Linked DNA regions of Zea mays: all the other regions are linked to region 2. Evidence: chromatin contacts called from public Hi-C data. All regions are on one chromosome and are shown on one strand. Each heading gives the region's core, a stretch centred on a gene start, on an enhancer-like site or on the middle of the called end of the contact. The rest is flanking DNA. Distances are from core to core; before and after follow the strand shown.

What was found. A called contact is a pair of places that touch in the nucleus more often than the background predicts.
Region 1: a contact with region 2 is called in a Hi-C map of ear, with 3 times the contacts expected there. The contact joins the promoter of LOC100284853 here to the promoter of LOC103637666 in region 2. A contact is called at or near these places in 3 of 25 Hi-C or Micro-C datasets (bundle sheath, ear and tassel).
Region 3: a contact with region 2 is called in a Hi-C map of ear, with 3 times the contacts expected there. The contact joins the enhancer-like site here to the promoter of LOC103637666 in region 2. A contact is called at or near these places in 5 of 25 Hi-C or Micro-C datasets (ear, leaf and tassel).

The regions. Positions count from the first base shown.
Region 1 is chr1:94,557,448-94,561,562 of Zm-B73-REFERENCE-NAM-5.0, reverse strand. LOC100284853 (glycoprotein) reads right to left here and starts at 1,716. Exons shown (of 1, transcript NM_001157748.2): 1 at 34-1,716. The coding sequence starts at 1,659. The coding sequence ends at 136.
Region 2 is chr1:94,357,110-94,361,184 of Zm-B73-REFERENCE-NAM-5.0, reverse strand. LOC103637666 (homeobox-leucine zipper protein HOX1-like) reads right to left here and starts at 2,399. Exons shown (of 4, transcript NM_001331124.1): 1 at 2,012-2,399; 2 at 1,562-1,926; 3 at 1,392-1,471; 4 at 717-1,293. The coding sequence starts at 2,240. The coding sequence ends at 1,008.
Region 3 is chr1:94,190,905-94,194,764 of Zm-B73-REFERENCE-NAM-5.0, reverse strand. No RefSeq gene overlaps it. Among protein-coding and RNA genes, the nearest start is that of LOC103637665, 39 kb to the right of the region's middle. Within about 2 kb of position 2,489, at least 15 of the 20 cell types and tissues checked have an H3K27ac peak or open chromatin away from gene starts, as enhancers often do. A contact at or near this core is called in ear and leaf, where this site is marked.

The DNA of each region.
Region 1 (4,115 bases), core at 467-2,966, 200 kb before region 2:
AACGATTGACATTTAAGTACCGACGATAACAAGTTTGAATAGACCAATATCCATTTGTAGTGTTGAACTTAAAAACACATGATTTAGCCCGTTATGTGAACCAAACGACCCAAAACATACCAGCCGTCCGGCGATCTACTTGCCGTGGTGCTTGACGCCGCGCGACCCCGCGGACTTCTTAATGGACTCGATTCTCTGCCGCCTGATCTGCTCCCTGAACCTGGCGATGAACTCCTCCGCCTTCTTGTCCACCTCGTTTTCGTCCACCTCCGGCGTCGACTCCCTCGTCGAATACCCGCCGCCACCGCTATCGTCGTCGTCGTCACTGCTCTCGGTCTCATCCGAGGAGACTACCACACCGCCTAGGATAGGGTCGCTCCCTGATCTCTCGTACTGGAACCTGTGAATGGACTGATAAGCTCTGTAGCCGTACGGCTCCTCTGACCCGTGCACATCCAGCACGTCACGATCATCACCGGCGCCGTCGGGGAGTTCTTGGTTTTGGTCTTGAAAAACTGCTGCCTCCCTTGCCCTGAACGTTCTCACTGACTTGCCAACCGAAACCGACGAGGAGAAGCCGCCGTCAAAAGAGCTTCTTGGCTTCGCTGGGGAGGAGTTGCTGCTGTTGTAAGCGGAGATGCTGATGCTGCTCGTCTTCAGCGAGTAGTGATCTTCTCCTCGGCCTCTCATGCTGTGGTGCTGCAGCTCCTCCTTAAAGCTTTTCGCTGCCGCCGCACGGCGCTCGGTCGCCGGGTGGTAACCGTGGACAAGGAACGGAGGCGGAGGTGGAGGCGGAGGCGGCGGTGAGGAGATGGAAGATGACCTGTACGGGCTGCTCCGCTTGGCCTTGGCGTAGTACTCCTCCTCGCTGGCATCGGCCAGCGTCTCCCCGGACAAGGACGATGCCGGGGACAGCGTCTTGGGTGACGGCGTGGAGCTCGGCGACGCGGGTCGGCGCGCGTCGAGCTTCCCGGACCGCGACCGCCACGGGATCGGTGAAGCGAGCACGGTCTCGTCGCGGGCGCAGCCGGCCGCCATGTCCTGAGAGTTCCGACGCCGCCGCGCACGCGGCGTCTCGACAGCCCCCGCGCTGGCGTCCTGTGCCGGCTGCGCTTTCAGCGTCCGGACGGGCAGAGACAGCGGCGCCTGCGCGTCCGCGGCCTGCCCGATCCGATCCCCGCCGCCTCCGGTGGAGACGACGACAACGGGATCAACGGGCCAGTGCGGCGCTCTCCACGAGCGCGCCCTGCCACCCCCGCCGCCGCCAGGAGGGCTGCCCGGCACCAGTACGTCGTTTTCGTCTTCGTCATCGAACGGCGGGATCGAGTCCCTGAACATCCGCCACGCGTACCTCGCGTCGGCCTTGGCAGGTTCCGGCCCCGTGGCAGCGTGCTTCTCTGCTGCGACTGCGACGGCCCCGGCGCGTCCATCGTCGGCGCTGTTCTTGCGGCTGAAGAGGCCGTACGAGACGGCGATGCCGACGAACAGCAGGTGCAGCAGCTCCCACACTTTGGCGAGGAACTCCTGGCCGGGTCCCCCGGCCCCGACGTCCGGCGCCTGCGTGGGGAGGAGCGGCAGCAGCGCGACGCAGAGCGCGAGCACGGCCGCCTTGAACGGGAAGCTCTGCAGCACGGAGGCGGCCTTCTGCTGCGCTGCCATCGATCAAGCCAAGAAGGAAAAAAAGGGGGAGCAAAGAGAGGCGCCCAACGTGACGCGCCGCCTCTTTTAAGCTTTTCGCTTTCCGGCCGCGATCCCTGCTTTTCCGATTCTCTCTGTGGTTGGGGTAGGGCTGCGTGCAACGGTCGATGCTCTGCCTCGGCTTTATTTTGCGGTGTATCAGTTCCTCGCGGCCCGCTCGCTTGTTCGTTCTCCCCACTACTGATGCTGCTGTCACCGTGTGGATCGCGGACTGGGTGACGATCCGTCGAGGTGGTCGTGGTATTTTTTGTGCTTGTTCCGTTCCGTTGGCGGCGGTTTGAGACGGTGATAGGCGACTAGGGCGGAGAATTGCTTAGCGGGGAAGAGAGGAATTTGAAGTTGGGCTCGGAGAGAAAGAGAGGGCGTAGATGTAGATAAGACTCCGGTCCAGGTAGGATGGAGCTGCATGCGTGCGATGGCCGATGGGATGCGATGCGTGGATATCAAGCGTGATGCTGAAGCTCTTGTTGTCGCCCTCTTTTTATGCCACGAGAATCTATCCGCACTTGAACTAAGGCTCTGAGTATGTCTCAGACGGTAAACCGATGAATGGAATGACTCGGTTCTATCGACTTCGACCAGCTCCATGCATGACCAGAGGTGGCAACAAATCGTGATTTAAAATGTTTTTTCACAGTTTGTTATTAGAGCATTAAATTAAAATTAATTTTAGTTTAAAAATAAATAAAATATAGCTTAATTCTAATTTGATTTGATTCTTAAAATTTATAGTGTAAAATTTAGAGTCTATTGACACTCCTATGCATATAAATATGTGACGACGCACGCTTTATTTATACCGACTGGCGACGCGGCTTGGCGCCCGTTGGTACTGACCACACCGATTCTAATGTTAGATTGGTTGGTTTAGCCAATCAGTTAGTCTAAACGATATCATCATGTTAGAGTCAGATTGGTTAGTGTCTACCCGAAAGCTGAAAAACCAGTTGTTATCGTTTTGAATCGGTCGATACCGACTGCCTATAGCCACATGACATGTTCGAATTAGTCCGCATAGCCAAAGTTTTGAAGCCTAAAATATTTATTCCAAAAAAAAATCGAAATCAGACCTTAAATAGAAGTGGGGTGTTTGGGCTCATTCACGTACTCCCACACTCCAATTATGTACCATGACAATTAGATTTTGTTTTTATAAACCATGTATTTTTAAAGTTATGTAATTTTAAATTATTTTTTAGAAATTATATATTTTTTATTCAATTAATTACATACTCGAATGAATATTTATCTTAATAAAATATCATGTTTTATTATAACTAAAAGTCTATAAAAGAAAAGATGATACGACATTGAGGTGGCTCTAGTCTAACATTAAATGTTGTACACTAGAGCGTTACGATAGATAAGGGTTGACGATGATCGATAATGTGATCGGTAGTATGGTCGATAGCTTACATCGTAATCGATAAGGACCAATTGCAGTGGAACCAAAGTATGTTTGAGCGACTGATAGACCAAACCACAAAGTTCAGGCAATTCACAATTAAAGTGTTGCATGTACGCAGCTTAGTCCACATACTGTCTCACTCCCCAACCCCCCCCCTACGTGGCTACGTCTATGGCTAGCTCGACCCTATTGCCTCTATCATCAACACTAGTAATCCATCACATATAATACTGACTGTTGGAACTTGCTCTCTTGGGCAAGTTGATCCAACGGGGGAATGAAAACAACGTAAACAGGGTTTCAACGTGAGATGACAATAGCTCTGTTAATCCAGCCTCTCAAGGACACTGTACGAGGGTATTTATAGGTGTCTGAGTGCCCAACGTCTCAGTGTAAGGACGCATGTACCCTCAGGCACCTGGACTATCCCCGAAATATTCCCATAAAGGAGGGTTACAGACTGTCATTACAGAAAAGCTATTACAAATCAGGCCCGTAACACGCTTCTCCGTGTGGGGCCTGTTACAATGGGTCAAATCCCACGTGGGCCTCGAGGCCGAGTGAGGATGTGGGACGGGGCGACGTCATCGTAGGCCTTCATCTCGTAGTGCAGAAGGCAAAGGGTGGACCTCGCCGGTTCTTCTGCTTCCGTTGGCGCAGCGAGAAAAGCGAAGGCTGGAGCGAAGGGTAGCGTCTTCGCCCTCGCCCCAACATTTGCCCTCCAAGGGACCAGTTCGACTGAGTCATCTGGTGCCGAAGACGTCGCTAGATGGTGGAGACGCTGCCCTCGCTCGAAATGGTTCTGCTGGGGTTTTTGATGTGACCGTTGACGGACGCGGTACTGTTGGACTGCGGGTTTTCCGAAGCGTCGCGTCCCGTGTATAAAAAGGAGGGCGGCGCGGCGTGGTTCAGGTGCACTTTCTGCGCGCCGCAAAACCCTAGCCTCCTTTTGAAACCGCTCGTCCGCTCGCTTGCCCTCCTTGCTCCTGCTCGTCGGAGATCTAGCCCG
Region 2 (4,075 bases), core at 1,150-3,649:
AGTTTAATCATGGCAGTGCTTGCGCTAATGCTGGAACTAGCGGCACTAATCAAATCTCTGTTCGCTGCATGACACATCATGTGGGGAATCCTACTGCTCTCGGCTTGATCTTCTGCTCAATTTCTCCGAAATCATACCCAAAAACAAAAACAAAAACAAAAACAAAAATTGGAGGAGCTCATGAGTTCCTACGAAAACGTTTTGTCAGGAGGCAGTAGTAGCAGATGGGTTCAGGTCGTACTCCAAGTAAAGTAGGCAGCGGAGATCCATGGATCTTATCTCTTTTTTTTTCTCCCTCTTGAAATTGAGAAATCAATTGGATCAGTGACCTCGTTTTTTACGTTCTTTCCAGTCAACTGTTCGAATCAGTTCGATAGGACATTTCGCCGGAATTTGACCAGAAAAACTTTTGTCCTGCGCCCGCCCATTTCAGACGGCGCAACACGCTCCTTGCCTGCCGGTTCATTCAGCGGAGCCCTGCCGTGCTGCACTGCTGCGTGCCGTGTGGCCAGCCGCGGAGACAGTCAAGGAATGCGAACGCACCCTGACGTTCCTGTGGTCTGGCGGATGACATGACGCCATCCTTTCACCTCCTCCGCTCTTGTTGGGTTCCTCTATTTTTCCACAGAGTAAGAACACGGGGGAGGAAAAGCAGGATGGTTCCGTCTGTCCTCGGACTCAAAACATCGACGTCAGAAACTTCAGACTTGGAGCAATTAACAACTGAAACCTTATATATGCAAAGTAGTAGTAAGACAATTTTGCATCACTTATGAGTACAAAGACATAAGACATCGTTATCTATTTTTCAGCAAATAAAACACTGCCAAACAACGAAGATTTTTATCATATCGGACTAATAAACACTACTAAGCTGTAATAGCCTGCGAGTATAATAAGAACCAAACAAAGAAAAAAAGAAGATCCAGCCCTAATTAGCACTAGCTACTTAGCTAGCGGTAGCGATTAGCAAGCGCATCCATCTCATGCCATATCGTGGTCGTGGATCACGGCCTCCGGGCTGGGCCGTCGACGAACACGGGGAGAGGGCCCCAGCAGGGCCCTGCACGGCCCGCCTGGTCGGCGGACGCGGACGCGGAGGCGAGGCGCTCGCAGGAGGGGCACATGGTGAGCGTGGTGGGCGGCGGCATGCGCGCGTAGTGGTGCGGCGCCACGAGCTTGAGCACGCGCAGCTCCGCCACCTCCCGCTGCAGCCGCCGGTTCTCCTCCGTCAGCGTCTCGCAGCAGCGCTTCAGGAACTCGCAGTCCACCTCCGTCTGCTTCAGCTTCGTCCTGAACGATAATATTATTATTAGACTAGTATTAGCCACGGAGGATGAGTCAGTATAAATGGCATGCGTGTGCTGCTTCAAGGGCGCTGCTTTGTTCACCTGGCTCTGCGGTTCTGGAACCACACCTCCACCTGACGCGGCTTCAGGTTCAGCTGCTTCGCCAGCGCCGCCTTCTGCTTCTGATCAGCCAACGGTTCTTATTATTATTAGATCGAGTTGAAGGTTGATCGATGTTTCTTTTTGGAGGATATAAGTAATTATACACGTACGGGGTTGAGTGTGTTATGCTCCTTGAAGCTCTCCTCGAGGACGGCGGCCTGGTCCTTGGACAGGCGGAGCTTCTTGCGCGACCCACCGCCGGAGTCCTCGTCGTCGCTGCCGCCTCCGGCTCTCGGGGTGTGGTCGGCCACCTCTCCGCCGCTCCTCGCCGGAGCTGCGCGCTTCCCGCTGAGGCTGCTGGAGAGCGTGCTGTTTGGCGACGACGACGCGCCGCCAGGCTCCTCGTCGTCCTCGCTGCAGCTACCCCTCCTGGTATCCCCGGCAGGGGCCCGGTTCACGTCCACCCCCCGCAGGAACGGCATCTCGTGGCCGTGGCGCGCGGCCGCCGGCTGCTGCTGCTGATCCATTGTCGTCCCTGCATGCATGCGCGCAGTATCTCTGTCAGGATTAGAGGAACGGCGTCATGCATGCGGTGTCTGCTCTTTGAATCAATTACTCACCGAAGAAGAGACCGGGGCCGTTCCACTTCCACCACTGCGGCGCGGGGAGGGAGGTGATGGGCGCGACGCTGATAGCTCGCTGCTGCTGCTGCCGCGGCGGTGGCGGGGGCTCGACCTCGACCGGAGCCGCGGTGGCGACGCCGAGGCCGAGGCTGAGGCTCAGCCCGAGCCCGAGATGGTTGTTCCCGTACTGCTCCTCGTCTCTCGCATTAAGCGCCATAATATCCATTGATGGTTGCCACTTTGAGCTCGGTTTCCCTTACAGTTGAAAGAGAGAGAGAGAGAGAGAGAGAGAGAGAGAGAGAGAGATAGCGGTGGATGAATCGATGGAGCTGTCGATGTGGTGTGGCAGTGAGGAGGAAGGGGAGGGTCTTGCTTTTAAAGAGGACGCGCACGGCCGGGGATACTCTGTGGGGGTGGAGACGTGGAGTGCAGGGAGGGACGAAAGGTCAAGGTATCATAATAGTATCGGTGAGGTGAGGTGAGGTGTGGGCAGCCGCGTCACCCTCGCCGGCGCAGCCCAATCATCAGCTGAACCTGGGGGGTCCAGGCGGCACGTAGCGGTGGCGCTGGCGCCTCTCTCTTGCTTGACATGTCCCCCCACGGCACGGGCTCGCGCGGGATGGGTGGATCACCGATGCCTCGGCGATGGCGATCCGTGTGTCCCTTCGCGGATTCCCCGTTGCTCCCGCTCCCGCGACGCGCGCGCGGCTGCTCGGAAACCGTACGACGCCGGGCATCGATCGCAACCGGGTCGTCTATCGGTGCCGCCGGGATCCCGGCGCTGCGCTGGACGGATGCTGCGGCTACTGTCGCTGCTCGTCCTTAAGACAGAACGCAGAAAACTCGGTCTTCGCTCCTGCTGTCGCGCATGCGTGCCACAAGTTTTCTACAATTAGTAGGGGGTGACAGTAATCTGGTCAAAGATGTTGTCTACCGTACATTCCGTGGACGTGTCTTTCCTGAAAGTCAAATATATATGATCGAATAGGCCCTTAATCCGTTCTAGTAGTTTTAGTGAAGGTTTTAAGTAGGGGTGGGCATTTTAAAACCGAAACCCGAACCCGAACCCGAATAGACCGAATTATCGGTCTATTCGGGTTTTCGGGTTCGGGTTCGGTTCCTATATGTGATATATTTCGGATTATGGGTTCGGGCTCGGTTCCTAAGCTTTAAAACCCGAATAGACCGAATAACCCGAAATATAAAAAACCTCTTAATATATGATGATATTATTATATGATTTATGAGTTTATTAGCTAAAAATTATGATATCATCTTAACGATAGTATATATATCTCAGTATGCTATTTTCTATAGTCACTTATTGTAATAATAGTACTTCCAATTAATTATAAATTGTATATATTTTAACAAAAGATAATAGTCTCTCTACTATTCGAGTCTATTCGGTGGACCGAATAGACCGAACCGAAATTATGGGTCTATTCGGGTTCGGTTCCTAAAATTATTTTGGAAATTTCGGTTCTCATTTTTCATAACCCGAAATTTCAAAAACCCGAATAGACCGAACCGAATTACCCTAATAGACCGAATGCCCAGCCCTAGTTTTAAGGTGTCGGGCTACGTACGTCGATCCAGACCAGAGTGCGGACCGGCACACGGCCGGAACGTTGCAAAGCTACAGTACGAGTATCTGGAAACGTTTGTGCGCTGCCACGGAATGGCGCAGTGGTATGAATGCGGATTGGGATGCACGGCACGCCAGACGTGATTGGGCCGTGGGTTTTCGGGCAATTATGAGGTGTGCCCCCGCCCCCGGACGCATGCCGACGCCGCGCGGGCCTCGTCAGCCATCGCGCTGTCCCCTCGCGCGCAACCGGCACCGGCACCCGCTCCCTGGTTGTCTGCGCCGCGCGGGGCTGCAGCTGCCCCACCCCCACCCACGCGGTGTGATGCGGTGCCGGAGGTGGCCCGGGGACCAGCTTACAATCATCGTCGACGCGACTGTCACTTTTCTTTTCTTTTTTTTTACACTGTGCTGGGCGTAGATGGCCTGGTGCTCCTGTTTGCTGCTGCCATCATCATCGACTCAATCATGAT
Region 3 (3,860 bases), core at 1,240-3,739, 170 kb after region 2:
CACCGGACAGCAAATAGTACCTGTCCGGTGTGCACCGGACACCCAGGCGGGCCCACAAGTCAGAAGCTCCAACGGTCAGAATCCAACGGCAGTGATGACGTGGCAGGGGGCACCGGACTGTCCGGTGCGCCATCGTGCAGGCAGCCTCCTAACGGCCACATTTGGTGGTTGGGGCTATAAATACCCCAACCACCCCACCATTCATTGTATCCAAGTTTTCCACTTCTCAACCACTTACAAGAGCTAGGCATTCAATTCTAGACACACCAAAAGAGATCAAATCCTCTCCCAACTCCACAAAAGCATTAGTGACTAGTGAGAGTGATTTGTCGTGTTCTTTTGAGCTCTTGCGCTTGGATTGCTTCTTTTCTTTCTCACTTGTTCTTGAGATCATAACTCCATTGTAATCAAGGCAAGAGGCACCAATTGTGTGGTGGCCCTTGCGGGGAAGTTTTGTTCCCGGCTTTGATTTGAGAAGAGAAGCTCACTCGGTCCGAGGGACCGTTTGAGAGAGCGAAGGGTTGAAAGAGACCCGGCCTTTGTGGTCTCCTCAACGGGGAGTAGGTTTGCGAGAACCGAACCTCGGTAAAACAAATCCGCGTGTCTCACTCACTTATTCGCTTGCGATTTGTTTTGCGCCCTCTCTCGCGGACTCGTTTCCTTATTTCTAACGCTAACCCAGCTTGTAGTTGTGTTTATATTTGTAAATTTCAGTTTCGCCCTATTCACCCCCCCTCTAGGCGACTTTCAGTTGAGAACTCAGTGTGTGATCTTAGAGCTCAAGTTGTGACTTGTGTGCGTGTTTGTGCTCGTGCTTTGAGGCTTGTGTGTGTTGCTCTTCCCACTCTTACATATGTGCTTCTTTGTGATCATCTCATTGTAAGGGCGAGAGGCTCCAAGTTGTGGAGATTCCTCACAAACGAGAAAGAGTAAAGAAAGAAGAACACCGTGGTATTCAAGTTGATCATTGGATCACTTGAAAGGAGTTGAGTGCAACTCTCATCCATTGGGACGCCACAACGTGGACTAGGCAAGTATTATACTTGGCCGAACCACGGGATAAATCCTTGTGTCTCTTGTGCTTGTTCTCACTGTGTCAATTGTGGTTCACAAGAGCTCTCCTTAGCCACTTGATTTCATTGTGCTAACACTTAATCAAGTTTGTGCCTTTAAGTTTCAAGTTTTTATAGGATCACCTATTCACCTCCCCTCTAGGTGCTCTCAATAGCTTGGAGAGATACAGGAGTAATCCAATCACATCTGCTAAAAAGAGGGTTTAAAAACAATTACACGATATGGTCAGAACATGGTGAGTTGGATCCGTGTGAAGTTCTTGGTAATGACGAGAGAATTGTCGAAAAAGTTGGTGGTAAAGTGGATTATGTGGATGCTAATCAAGATTTTGAAGAATTTGATTGCGAAGAGATGTTGCGCCATATGGAACCAGAAATGTTGAGTTCTGTGGGATCGCAGAAAGGGCTATCTAAAATGGAGGGACTAGAAAGTGCCTCAAAAGAACCTTTATATGATGAATCAAAGGGTTGTGACAAAGAGTTTACTACACTGCGTACAGTTCTAGAACTTCTTAAGTTGAAGGCTAGCGCCGGATGGTCTAATACTAGCTTCACAGATCTTTTGAATTTTCTGTCCCAATTACTATCAAAACCCAACAAACTACCAACAAGCACTTATAAAGCAAAGAAGCTTATGAAACTAATAGGGTCCGTTTGTGAAAAGAATAGAGCACCACATGTGGTCCTAAATAAAAACCGCTTGTGAAACTAATACATCACAGGCGGTTCGAGTAGCCTCGTACATCACAGGCGGTTTTCTAACCGAACCGCCTGTGATGTAAAAAGCCTACCGCTTGTATAGAGCCAAATTGTACTAGTGCTTGGTCGGTGTATCGTTCTCCATCAAAATGAGAGTTATTGTGAATCTGAAAAAAAAATGGGAAAGCCTATCGTAACTATTACGAAAATTTACTTGCAATTATCAATGCATATGTGAAATTACTAGATATGTAACAACGCTGGTATTCTTAAATAATAGACAACGAGGGAGTGTAGTAAATTCTGAAAAATAGTTAATACCACTGGATATGAATTTTTAAGCTTTAATTATGTGTATTAGAGCTCGGGAGACTTTGTTAATGGAGAGAGAAATTAGTAATTAAAAAGACAAGAGAGAGAGAAACCGTGGGCAGATGGAAGTATGGAATCATGATGATGAGAGAGCGTGGGCAAGATAAGATGGGAAAGAGATCTCCGCCGATGGGGGAACTGGGAAGGGACGGATCCAGACGAGATAGCGGTCGGACCGGTGAGCATCACCGAATCTTGATGACACAGGACCACAGGAGCCGCGCAATAGGATTGACGGTCGCAAGTCGTTATGGGGAAACTGGGTTGCGAGACTATGACCGGTTCATCACAGTTGTCGGTAGCTAGCATGCAGGACGACGACGTACCAACCACGGCAGCACGTCTATGTAGTATGTATGTATGTATGTATAGGTGTATAGCGGACAGCGCCACAGCGGTACAGAGTACACATATGCATGCAGTGTGTGACGACCAACCAACCATGCCACAAGCCACGCATTATATATCGCGATCAGAATTAAGAAGTCGATCGATGCCTTCTCTAGATACTCCTAGTTATACATGTCCATCCGGACCGGGCCGACTGGGCTACCCGTGGCACGGCACGAAATTGGCCCGTCACGGGCACGGCACGGCCCGGAGCAGAATGGGCTCGGGCCAGCCCGGCACGCCAGCCGTGCCGTGCTTGGGCTAATGTAGTAGCCCGCGTGCCAGCACGAGCCCGGCCCGGATATTGGCTAGGCACGGCACCGGCCCGAGTCAACATAACCCTAGGTCCCTAGCCGCCTGCCGCCCAAATCTCAATCCCCCACTCACTCGCTCGGGCACACGGCCGCCACTCTCCCAGACTCCCAGTCTCCCTCGGTCTCTCTCCTTCTCTTGGCGACTGGCGACTAAACCAGTAAACCCTAGCCCCAGTCCCGCCGCTCGCCGACCACCGCCGGTCGCCTCATCTCGCTCGCAGGCTCGCAGCTCGGTCGTCGTCGTGGGCTCGTGGCCTCGTCGTCGTCGGTGTGGCCTCTTCTCGGCTACTCGGTCGTCGTCGTCGCATCGCCGGTTGAGGAACCGCCGAACCGGAGGTCCGGAGCCTCTTCTCTCCCTCCGGTCATCCACGTCGCCGCGTCGGTATGGACTAGGCTTCCTCCCTTCCCGTCTTCCCGTGCCTCTTCTCTCCCTCCGGTCGTCGTCGTCCGGTCGTCGCATCGCAAGTTGAGTTGATCCGTTGAGGAACCGCCGAACCAGAGCCTCTTCTCTCCCTCCTGTGTACTGTGGTTGTGGATCTACCTCTACTGTCTACTCGCAAGTCCCAACCCCAAGCAGCTAACGCCAACCCTAACCCTAAGTCCCTAACCCTAACCGTCGTCGGTGGATCTCCATCTTCCTCTCTTCTCCAGTGCTCCGCCTGCGCAGGTATTCTCTATCTTCCTCTCCTCTGAGTCCTCTCTAATCCACTAATTTGTCGGCTGTCGCTAATCCTCTCTTGTTTTGTGGTAAGGTCGCCGACCGATTAGGTTGGTGCCGCGCTCGTCGTTGAGGAACCGGAGCCGCAGAGGAATTGGGGGTCCAGCAGGCGCGCGGCCATGGAAATGGAGATAGATCCGGTCGCCGAGGCCGCTGCTATTGCCGAGGAGTTGAGGCTGCAGGACCACAATGACGCTGAGGATGCTTGACATTTCATCCTCGGCAGCAGCGCAGATGCTGCTGTCAATTTGGACCCTGTGCTAGAGCCTGTTGGTGGTGGTACTGGGACGGGAT